Regions from separate parts of the Sus scrofa genome. Here region 2 is linked to region 1. The links are chromatin contacts, called in public Hi-C maps. All regions are on one chromosome and are shown on one strand. Each heading gives the region's core, a stretch centred on a gene start, on an enhancer-like site or on the middle of the called end of the contact. The rest is flanking DNA. Distances are from core to core; before and after follow the strand shown. Region 1 overlaps LOC110256384 (a long non-coding RNA gene). Region 2 overlaps TPRG1 (tumor protein p63-regulated gene 1 protein).

Region 1 (5,196 bases), core at 2,653-5,152:
GATCCCTGGCCTCGCTCCAGGAGTTAAGGATCTGGCACTGCTGTGAGCTGTGGTGTAGGTCGCCCATGCAGTTCAGATCTTACGTTGCTGTGGCTGTGGTGTAGGCCCTAGCCTGGGAATCTTCAAACGCCACAGGTGTGGCCCTAAAAAAAAAAAAAAAAAAAGATATTTTCAAGGAAGCGGAAGAGTCTATATAATTTTAGGCAAAGAAAGGCATAATTAAAATGACAGTTCCCATATATCAAGCACTTACTATATACACCAACAACCTTCTGAGTTAAGCATTATTACTGTTATTGCATTACACAGATTTGGAGACTAAGGCCCAGAAAATTATTCAACACAGCAAGTGGAAAAGTGACATTCACATGACTCTGGGGTCTCTAATCTTAATTACGACATTCCACTGTCCATCAGGAAGATAGAGGGCCTGTGAGTATACACTCCAGGAAATGCCTCATGCTAATATTGCTGAGAAAAAAATTAAGTCACTTGAGAGTCACCCCAGACTCTTTCCAGAACAACAGTCTTAACAGGAAACTCTTAGAGCCCTGTGAAACCACACAACTCCCCAGAGACATGCTTAAAGGGAATACAACCAACAAAACTCCACAACACAGCTGGTTGGTCAAAGCCACCCAAAGTCATACCCAGAGCGTGAGAAATGGCTTTATAAAATGGGCAGCTGGGGGTTGGGATGGGTCTTGGTTCTAAAGGGGCATTTCTTAGAGACGGGGTATACGCTCATGAGAACAGAGCACTGCTGATGCTATTGAGTTGTGTGGCATTCCCTTTTTCTAAACCTTCTGTGGTGGGAGCATGGACAAAACCTAGAACATTAAGTGTCTACCCACACTACCTGGATGGATGGACTCAGCTCTAAGAGCCTGAGCATCCTCATCTATGGTGAAACAACATGAGTGGTATGCCTATCATTTGGTATTATAAAAATAAAAAGGAGTCTTCTTTTTGTTGTCATTTTTCTGAATGTTTTAAGATTCTGCACAGGGATTCAACAAAAACATAGTATATCAGACACATGAAATATACCAAAAAAGCTGCACCAAGTTAGAATTTGGAACAGAAAGTATTTATGAAACAGGCATTGCTACTGGGCATGTTTTGGTCTTCAATTAAATTCTTTTGAAACTCTGGCTCCATGGTGAAATGGTTTTGGAGTTGGTAACAATAAAACATCGGTTACACTGGTGAGTAATGGTTTTATTTAAAACAGGATGAAATGTTAACTCACTGGTGCCCAGAACTAAATGTAAGATCTCTAAGTGGCTAGTCTTGAGAATGACAGAGGCCGGAGGCCAGAGTCACTAATATTAACCTTTAGGTAGTTGGCTGAAATGCACACAGCACAGCAACCTGCATTTCACCTCATAGTTTTGCCTCTGTGTATTATTTGTGCCTCAAAATCCTGTTGGGAGCACCCAATATTGACTTTAGAAAAACAAAAACCAAAAAACTAGCAGAGACACTAGGATTCAGAAAAATCGATTTGGTCAAAGTCTTACCACTTGTGGAGGCTGCAGAACTCAGGAGGTCAGGAGGCGGTGGAAAGAGCTCAGGCTGGGTACCTCTTTACTGGGGACTAGTAAACACGTGTGAAGGAGGATAATGCCTACTTTGTGGAGATAAAAATATACTTCCTTAAATACTTAATATAACTTAGCTATTCTTCTCCCACCTCACTTTCCACTAGAGCACAAGGGTGCTGACAAACAGCCACAGGCAAGCTCCCACTTACTAGTCCCCCAACCACAAGGATCAAGCTGGAAACAAACCAGCCTGGAATGGACTTAGTACTGCTCCCCTCCTAGCTTGTGTGTCCTGGGCTTTGGCTATTTCCCCCAGTGCTCTCTTCTCCTCCCTCTGCCCTGGCTGTCGGCACTTCAGCCTGGGCCGGTCCTCACCTGGCTCTGGAGTCTTCTGAGGGGTGGGGGGGAGAGAAAAAAGAGGACATGCTGGAGCGCCTCTTCTCTTGTGGGGTGGTCACTGCTCTGATCTCCCATCCCACCTCCTCCCATTGGCGACACTCTCTCCGGGCCTGCACACCCTTCTTTTCTTTGGCTCCAGCTCTCAGAGCCAAGCTCCCTGGCAAGACTGCTTTCCCTCTGGAACATGGGGCCTGTAGTTCGCCTCGGGTTACCGAGAACCCATGTTCGCAGCAGCATCACCTGAGGATTTGCTGGAGGCCCACATTCTCTGAAGTCCTACACCAGGACTAATGAATGAGAGCTCCAGTGCCAGGGCCCAGGAATCTGTGTTTTAACAAGCTCCTTAGGTAATTCCCATGCACCCAAAGTGTGAAAACCACTGTCTTAGGGAATCAATGCAAAAGGATCTGAGTATTCACATCTGCTGCTTCTTTATTTTTGTCTTTTCATCTTTTCTAGGGCTGCACCTGTGGCATACAGAGGTTCCCAGGCAGGGATCTAATCAGAGCCACACCAGAGCCACACCAACACAGGATCCGAGCTGCGCCTGCAACCTACACCACCGCTCACCGCAACACTGGTTCTTTAACCCACTGGTGAGGCCAGGATCGAACCCACAACCTCACGGTTCCTAATCAGATTCATTAACCACTGAGCCACGACGGGAACTCCTCAGCTCTCCTTCTTATCAAGCAGGTGGAGAACTTCCCAAGTTGCTATTAAAGGCTGTGTCCTTGCTCCAGGAACAGGTGATGGGAATGGGGAGGGGGAGGGGTGAAGGAGACGGTGGGTATGGGGAGACAGATGGAGAGTGGGATGAGGAGGGGGGCGGGGAATGAATGGGGAGGGGCTTGGGGACATGGATTGAAGGGGGAGGAAAGGAGGAGGAGCTCTAAGACTGAGCTCTGATCTGCAGGAAAGGAAGGGGCAAAGGGGCAAGAATCCTGCATTTTCAGAGTATTTATGACTGGGCAGGTACTTGGCATCCACTATTTCCTTTCATTTTTAATTTAACTTTTTTTTTTTTAGGGCCACGTCTGTGGCATATGGAGGTTCCCAGGCTAGGAGTCGAATTGGAGCTACAGCTGCCAGCCACAGCCACAACAGATCTGAGCTGCATCTGCAACATATACCACAGCTCACAGCAATGCCAGATCCTTAACCCACTGAGTGAGGCCAGGGATCAAACCCACAACCTGATGGATACTAGTTGGGTTGTTACCACTGAGCCATGACAGGAACTCCTCATCCAGAACTTTTATGTTTGTGTTTGTGTTTTACTCTTCCAAGTTCCTCCTCACTCAGAAGAAAGTTCTCAGATCTCTTCTGAGGAGACAGAGAAGACAGAATATAAAACGAAATAAGAATGGAAAGGGTTTTTTCAGCAGGAGAGATGGGTTTCTGCTTTTCCTAGAAGCACTGTTGCTTCTCCAGGGACTCCCCATGCCCTTCAGCCCAAAGCTGTGCCATCCGAAGCCACCTGCACAGGTGGGAAGGGAGCTGGGGCAGCGTCCCAGGGACTGCGAACCTCATCAAACCTTGCGCCTGGGAGGAATCGCAGAGGTCAGCCACCCATTCTTCATCTGATGCTTGAGTCTCTGTCAGCCTCTGCTGGGAACTCGCCCCTATTCAAAAGCTTCGATAACTTGGGAGTGCTAGAAAGTTCTTTCACTGGACGTGAAAACAGGACCATGCCTTTTTGTTCACTGTGCTGTTCCTCCCCACCCACCCCCACCCCCATGCTCAATAAATACTGGTGGAATGTTGGATGAATGAATGAACTAATGTGCAGACATTCTGCCCAGTTTGTGTGGTTAGAAGCACAGTCTTCCTCTGAAGGAAGGCAGGGCCGGGGGCTGCCTGGGATGCTGCCACCATGACCCAGCCCAGGCTGTGCCTTGCTGAGGGCAGGAGCCCTTGGAACTTGAGATGGACGGGAGTGCTCCAGGCTAAGGGGTCCCTGGAGTGGGGAGACCACTCTTTCAAGTGTTCTGAATGCCAGGGCCGAGTGGCAGCCTTCCTCCATGGCCGTAACTTACTACATTCCTGGATAAGTTGAGGAAATTCAATCCATATGTTCTGGGGTTATTTACACGATTCTCGGAGTTGCCGCAGTTGTGTAAGAGTCACTTGACGTCGATGGGGTGGCTTTCTTTTTTCCATTAAGAGAAGAGTTCCTGAAGAAAAGCCAACTCCACTATCCCTGAAAAGGGAGGGGCAGAAGCACAGGGAACAGTCATCTGGGGCCGCCCCACAAGCATCGCAGAGTCTGGGGAGACTGTTTCCAGTGAGTTTCAAAGGGGAGGTCAAGGAAGGAGGGAGATAGGACTCCTGCTGCCTCTGGGACTCCTGCCCAGTTGTGTTCCCACGTGGGCTCTACCAGCTGCCACCAGCACAGCCTCAGTGGCGCAGGGGCAGTTAGAAACAGATAACGGAATTGCTTAAGAACAGGGAGGTGCATCAGGAAGATGCAGCTTCCAGGAAAGCCATGTAGGAGTGCATTTTGGCATTACTGTGAGTTAAGTTACTCCTTCCCCTTGGCCTCAGTCTCCCTTCTGTAAAATGTGAGGCTGCACTTTGCCCTACCACCCTGATGAGTCCTAAGAGAGCATTCTAGGACATTCTTTTGTGTCTCATTGTGAATATTATCTGGTAATGCCCAGATAAACATTTTTCAAAAGATATTTTTACCACAATCCTCAGTAAGAAATATTTTGCACAGTGATCTAGTATACACAACTGAAACAATGTTTTCACAGATGGATGCCTTACCCCTCCTACAAGGTTAGACATGTAGATCAATGGAATCCCACCCAGAGAGAGTCCAGAAATAAACTTATACATTTTTGGTCAAGTGATTTCCAAATGAGGTGCCAAGGCAATTTGATGGGAAAAGATATCTTTTTTTAGATAGTGGTAGTGAGTAGATATCCATAAGCAGAAATATACACATACATACACTCACACCCTTACTTCACGTGATATACAAAAATGAATTAAAAATGGGTTGTAGGGGAGTTCCCATCATGGGTCATCGGAAACAAATCTGAGTAGTATCCATGAGGACACAGGTTCGATTCCTGGCCTCACTCAGTGGGTTAAGGATCCAGCATTGCTGTGAGCTATGGTGTAGGTTGCAGACGCGGTGTGGATCCTGCATTGCTGTGTCTGTGGCATAGACCAGAGGCTACAGCTCCAGGAAAAAAAAAAAAAAAGAAATGGATCGTATATTGATATGTAACAACTAAAA
Region 2 (5,032 bases), core at 1,488-3,987, 1.5 Mb after region 1:
TTTCTCTCCCTTTTGGCAACCACAAGTCTTTTCTCCATGTCCACGAGTTTGTTTATTTTCTATAAATAGGTTCATTTGTGCCATATATTAGATTCAAGATATTAAGTGATATCATATGGTATTTGTCTTTCTCCTTCTGACTTACTTCATGTAGTACGAGAGTCTCTAGTTCCATTCATGTTATTGCAAATGGCATTTTTTCTTTTAATGGCTGAGTAGTGTTCCATTGTATATATGAACCATATCTTCTTAATCTATTCATCTGTTGATGAACATTTAGGTTGTTTTCCATGTCTTGGCTATTGTGAATAGTACTGCAATGAACATAGGGTGCATGTGTCTTTTTCAATGAACTCCTTGTTGGGATTTATGCCCAGGAGTAGGATTGCTGGATCGTATGGTAATTCAATATTTAGTTTTCTGATGTACCTCCATACTGTTTTCTGCAGTGATTGTACCAATTTACATTCCCACCAACAGTGTAGGAGGGTTCCCTTTTTCCCCACTTCTCCAGCATTTGTTGTTTGTAGAATTACTAACGATGGCCATTCTGACTGGTATGAGGTGGTACCTCAATGTAGTTTTGATTTGCATTTCTCTAATAATTAGTGATTATTATTTGAACACTTTTTCATGTGACTGTTGGCCATCTGTATATCTTCTTTGGATGCTTCTGCATTCAGGATACAGTAATTCAATTCTCATTCTCTCCTTCTGTCCTTCTCTTCCATGTTGACGTGTTGAGGAACACTCATTAGTCTTCAGATGTAACTTCCACTTAACTGACCATTAACCTTTCCTTTTGTAAAGCATGACAGATCCCCTTAGCACACTAAATACTCAGGGCTGTGAGGCTACTCTGTGGGGTCCTGGTTCCCCTCTCCTCCCACCAGTTGAGTTGCATGCTTACCAAGGGTCATTTGATCTTTTACTCAAAATTGTTTATGACAGTTGCATTAATTAATACAATTATATAACTTAAACATTATGCAGACAAATGAAGTATGAATGTGAAAATCAAAAAATTAATTTTATTGGATTGTAGTTAATTCACAATGTTGTATTGGTTTCAGGTGTACAGCCAAGTGAATCAGTCGTACATATAATATATACATTCTTTTTTCCAATATAAGTTATTACAAACTATTGAGTAGGTTTTCCTGTGTGATACATTAGGTTCTCATTAATCATCTATTTTATACAGTAGTGGTATGTATTATTCCCACCCTCCCAATTCTTCCCCCCCAACAACTTCTAGGGTTACCATTAGATTGGTTTTGAAATCTGGGAGTTTGCTTTTTAAATAAGTCCTTTTGTATCATTTTTGAAAATAAAGAGATTTTTTCAATGACTATTAAATTAATTGCTCTAGAAAGGCTTAAAGGAGATGAATTCCTAAAAAATACTCTTATCATTAATTTAAGGATGAAGCAACCATAAGGAGGGACAAAAAATTAAAAGCTGGAAGAACTCTGAAAGTTTTTAAAGAAAAATAAAACAAAAGCAACCAAAATAAAAACAAAAATACCTGTATCTGGAAGTAATGGAGAATACATTATGGGTGGTTTAGTGAAGAAAAATGAGAAGGAACTCTGGAAGAGGCTTAAAGAAAGGACTTGGCCCATTGACTGGCAAATGAATGTCATCAGTTAAAAAATATGCATTCATATATCACCTTTTCTGACTAGCTGACAGTGGTGGCAGTACATTTCTTTAGTATTAAGATAAAAATACTAAAGTGAGGTTCAAGAGAATTAGTTTGCTTATGTTTCCTGAGTACAACTCTCTTGAGGGTCTGATCTTTTTAAACTTCTCGTAAAATCTTTTTAATTCCTGTAAGTCTGTTTCTTGCAGGCACTTCTCACAAACCTTTTCCCTCTTGATAGTTAAGTAAGCTTTGCTGTGGAGCCAAGCACCAAAAATTCAGTATTCAAAACCTCTGTTAATTTAATGTTCGTTCACTTTAGAAAACCAGTCGTATTCACTCACAATCTGGAACCAGCTTTCACTGCTCAATGTCTCATGATTTTAACAGTGCAGGGCCATTTGTGGTCACTATCAACATTACACACTCCATCTACAGAGTGTATGAGCCACAAATGTGGGTCTGCTCTTGGCCTTAGCCTTGCCTTCTGGGGAATGCATGCTGTGTAAACAATATACCTGATAAGGAGAATGAACTGTGCAAAGATGTTCACTGCAGCACTATATATAAAATAGCAAATACACCAAAAACTGATTAAATAATTTAGCAACAGGGGGAATCATTTTATTACAATATTTTGGCCAATATTTATTACATTGTTATAAATATGTAAATATAACTGTAAATTTAAAATATATTTATATATTTTATAAAAATGTAAATAGTTACTGCTGATGTTTATGTAGTCATGAAAATAATAATCATGATAATTATGAAGACTTTTAGCCATGATTATTGGGAAAATGTTTATGATAGTAAATAAACATAAGTGAAGAAAGAAAATTGAAAAATGGAATAAACCTCATGTTTACAAATGCATAAATGATTACCAATGAAATTGGTAAGCTGGGGAAGAGTTGGGGTTTTTATCTTTTGCCTATTTTTCACTTAAGTTTCATTCTTTCGATGATTAGAAAATCCCACATTATGCAACAGTTCACCAGTTTTTCAATCCTGGTATCCCAGGAGGCCTTGAGATGTCTGAGGTTTGACGTCGAGCTGCCCAGAACCACAGAATTACCCCCCAGAGGAGCGAGGATTAGGCAAGAGCTCCCTGAATTATGGATGGACTGGGTTGGAAAGTACCTTTGAGGTCATACTAGTCCAATGCCCTCATTCGACAAATAAGATTTATTATCACACATACTAGTAATTTGACCTGAACAAGTTACTCATCTACTCTACACCTTGGTTTCCTCATCTGCAAAATAGAATAATAAAAGTCTCTATGCCCCCTGTTTGCTGTGAGGTTTAAGTGATATGAAGGCAGTGCATGGCACAGAGTAAGCCCTTAATCAGTGTTTGTTTTGAATACGACAAAAGCTAGTGGCTGAGTCTAGGCCAGAATTCAGGTTTCCTGACTCCTTCACTATTTCTATCTCACCACATCAGAGACCTTTCATCTGAGTCCAGGCTGCAGTCCTTTGCTTTGCCTGGTACTGGGCAAGAAAAAGCCTAGTCCAGTACCACTGAGGATACTGTCCTTTACGTAACTCTTGCCTATCAGGTGATTAATGGCATACACTGCAGTCAGGACTACATATGAAAACTGTCGTGATATCATACTTAACTGAACTGAAAATATGTTTTAAATACGACAGAAGAGGGTTCAAGTCCTATGATTATTTAGGTCCTGCTTCTTTTTTTTTTTTTTTTTTTTTTTGTTGTTGTTGTTTTGTTGCTATTTCTTGGGCCGCTCCCTCGGCATATGGAGGTTCCCAGGCTAGGGGTCGAATCGGAGCTGCAGCCGCCGGCCTACACCAGAGCCACAGCAACGCGGGATCCGAGCCACGTCTGCAACCTCCACCACAGCTCACGGCAACGCCGGATCGTTAACCCACTGAGCAAGGGCAGGGACCGAACCCGCAACCTCATGGTTCCTAGTCGGATTCGTCAACCACTGCGCCACGATGGGAACTCCCTGCTTGACTTCTTGATCTGTACTTGCTTTTATGAGCTTTGCTTTTCTGCTTGACTTCTTCTTCTTTCTTTTTTTTTTCTTTTTAGGGCCATACCCGAGACATATTGGATGTTCGCAGGCTAGGAGTCAAATCAGAGCTACAGCTGCCAGCCTCTGCCACAGCCACAGCAACACAGAATCTGAGCCATGTCTGTGATCTATACCACAGCTCATGGCAATGCCAGATCCTTAACCCACTGAACGAGGCCAGGGATTGAACCTGTGTCCTCGTGGATCCTAGTTGGGTTTGTTAACCACTGAGCCATAAAGGGAAATCTCCTGCTTGACTTCTTGATCTGTACTTGCTTTTATGAGCTTTGGTTTTCTTATTGACAAGATGGGATCAATAAGGATCATCTTTCCCGTACAAGTGTGATGTGAGCTGCCATAGGTAAATGGGCTTTGTAAAATGTAAAGTAAAATACAATTCAAAGCGGTACTTTAGTTTTTTTAAATTATTTTTATTTTAAAACTACTTTTGTAGTGCATTCTATGTGCCATGCATTATCCCAAAGACTTTACAAGAAGTAATTGAATGCATTTTCATAGCAGTCCTATAAAGTAAGTACTATTATTGTCCCAGCTTTACTCAAGGGGGTGCAAGGAGATTTAGGAGCTTACTCTACATCACAGAGCTGGTAAGTGGTGGCACTGAGATTTGAATTTAGGACTTTGTAGTTTGACCACAGAGTCCGTGCATAGGCCTCATGCTGCTTTATTAGTGCCTTGGCCTAAAAGTAAAGAAACATAGGTTTTAGAGTCTGTTCTCCTTCCACACATGGTTCTATATAGTCCATACAGTCTAGTTTAATGCATATAGTCCAGTCTAATGTAATGCAATCCAGTGCAGTCCCGTCTAATCCAATCCAATCCTATTCAGTTCAATGCATTTCAACTCAAGACATACTCTTGAGTATTTAATTTGTGTTAGCAGTCACTGCAGTGTGGCAGCTAATAGGAGTAGGACCCAAGACACTTGGGTTTTGATGATGGTAAAATATAGGGTGAATAAGTCAGTCTCAAGAAAGAAGGTCAAATCTGGAACTATGAATTTTAGGATAAAGTTGCTTTGTAAAGTCTCACCTTTCTACTGCTCATTAAATAAAAAGTGGCCTAGGGAGTTCCCTGGTGGTTAAGTGGGTTAAGGATCTGGTGTTGTCCCTGCTGCAGCTCAGGGTACAGCTGTAGCATGGGTTTGATCACTGCCCGGTGAATTTTTGCATGCTGTGGGTGTGGCCAAAAAAAAAAAAAAAAAGTGACAAGTGGCCCAGCCATCTGGGAGATATAGGTCTCCTGGAACCCTGAATCTGGGTTGGAGAAGAGTTGGAAAAATAGGTACTGAGGACCCGTGAAAAGTAAATGATCAT

The links. A called contact is a pair of places that touch in the nucleus more often than the background predicts.
Region 2: a contact with region 1 is called in a Hi-C map of embryonic fibroblasts, with 2.4 times the contacts expected there. The contact joins two enhancer-like sites. A contact is called at or near these places in 2 of 47 Hi-C or Micro-C datasets (embryonic fibroblasts and subcutaneous adipose tissue).

Annotation. Positions count from the first base shown.
Region 1 is chr13:125,042,774-125,047,969 of Sscrofa11.1, forward strand. It overlaps LOC110256384 (a long non-coding RNA gene), which reads right to left. Exons shown (of 4, transcript XR_002337796.1): 4 at 3,159-4,149. Among named protein-coding and RNA genes, the nearest start is that of MASP1, 17 kb to the left of the region's middle. Within about 2 kb of position 3,903, at least 6 of the 83 cell types and tissues checked have an H3K27ac peak or open chromatin away from gene starts, as enhancers often do. A contact at or near this core is called in embryonic fibroblasts, where this site is marked.
Region 2 is chr13:126,540,699-126,545,730 of Sscrofa11.1, forward strand. All of the region lies in intron 1 of TPRG1 (tumor protein p63-regulated gene 1 protein), which reads left to right. Among named protein-coding and RNA genes, the nearest start is that of TPRG1, 13 kb to the left of the region's middle. Within about 2 kb of position 2,738, at least 6 of the 83 cell types and tissues checked have an H3K27ac peak or open chromatin away from gene starts, as enhancers often do. A contact at or near this core is called in embryonic fibroblasts, where this site is marked.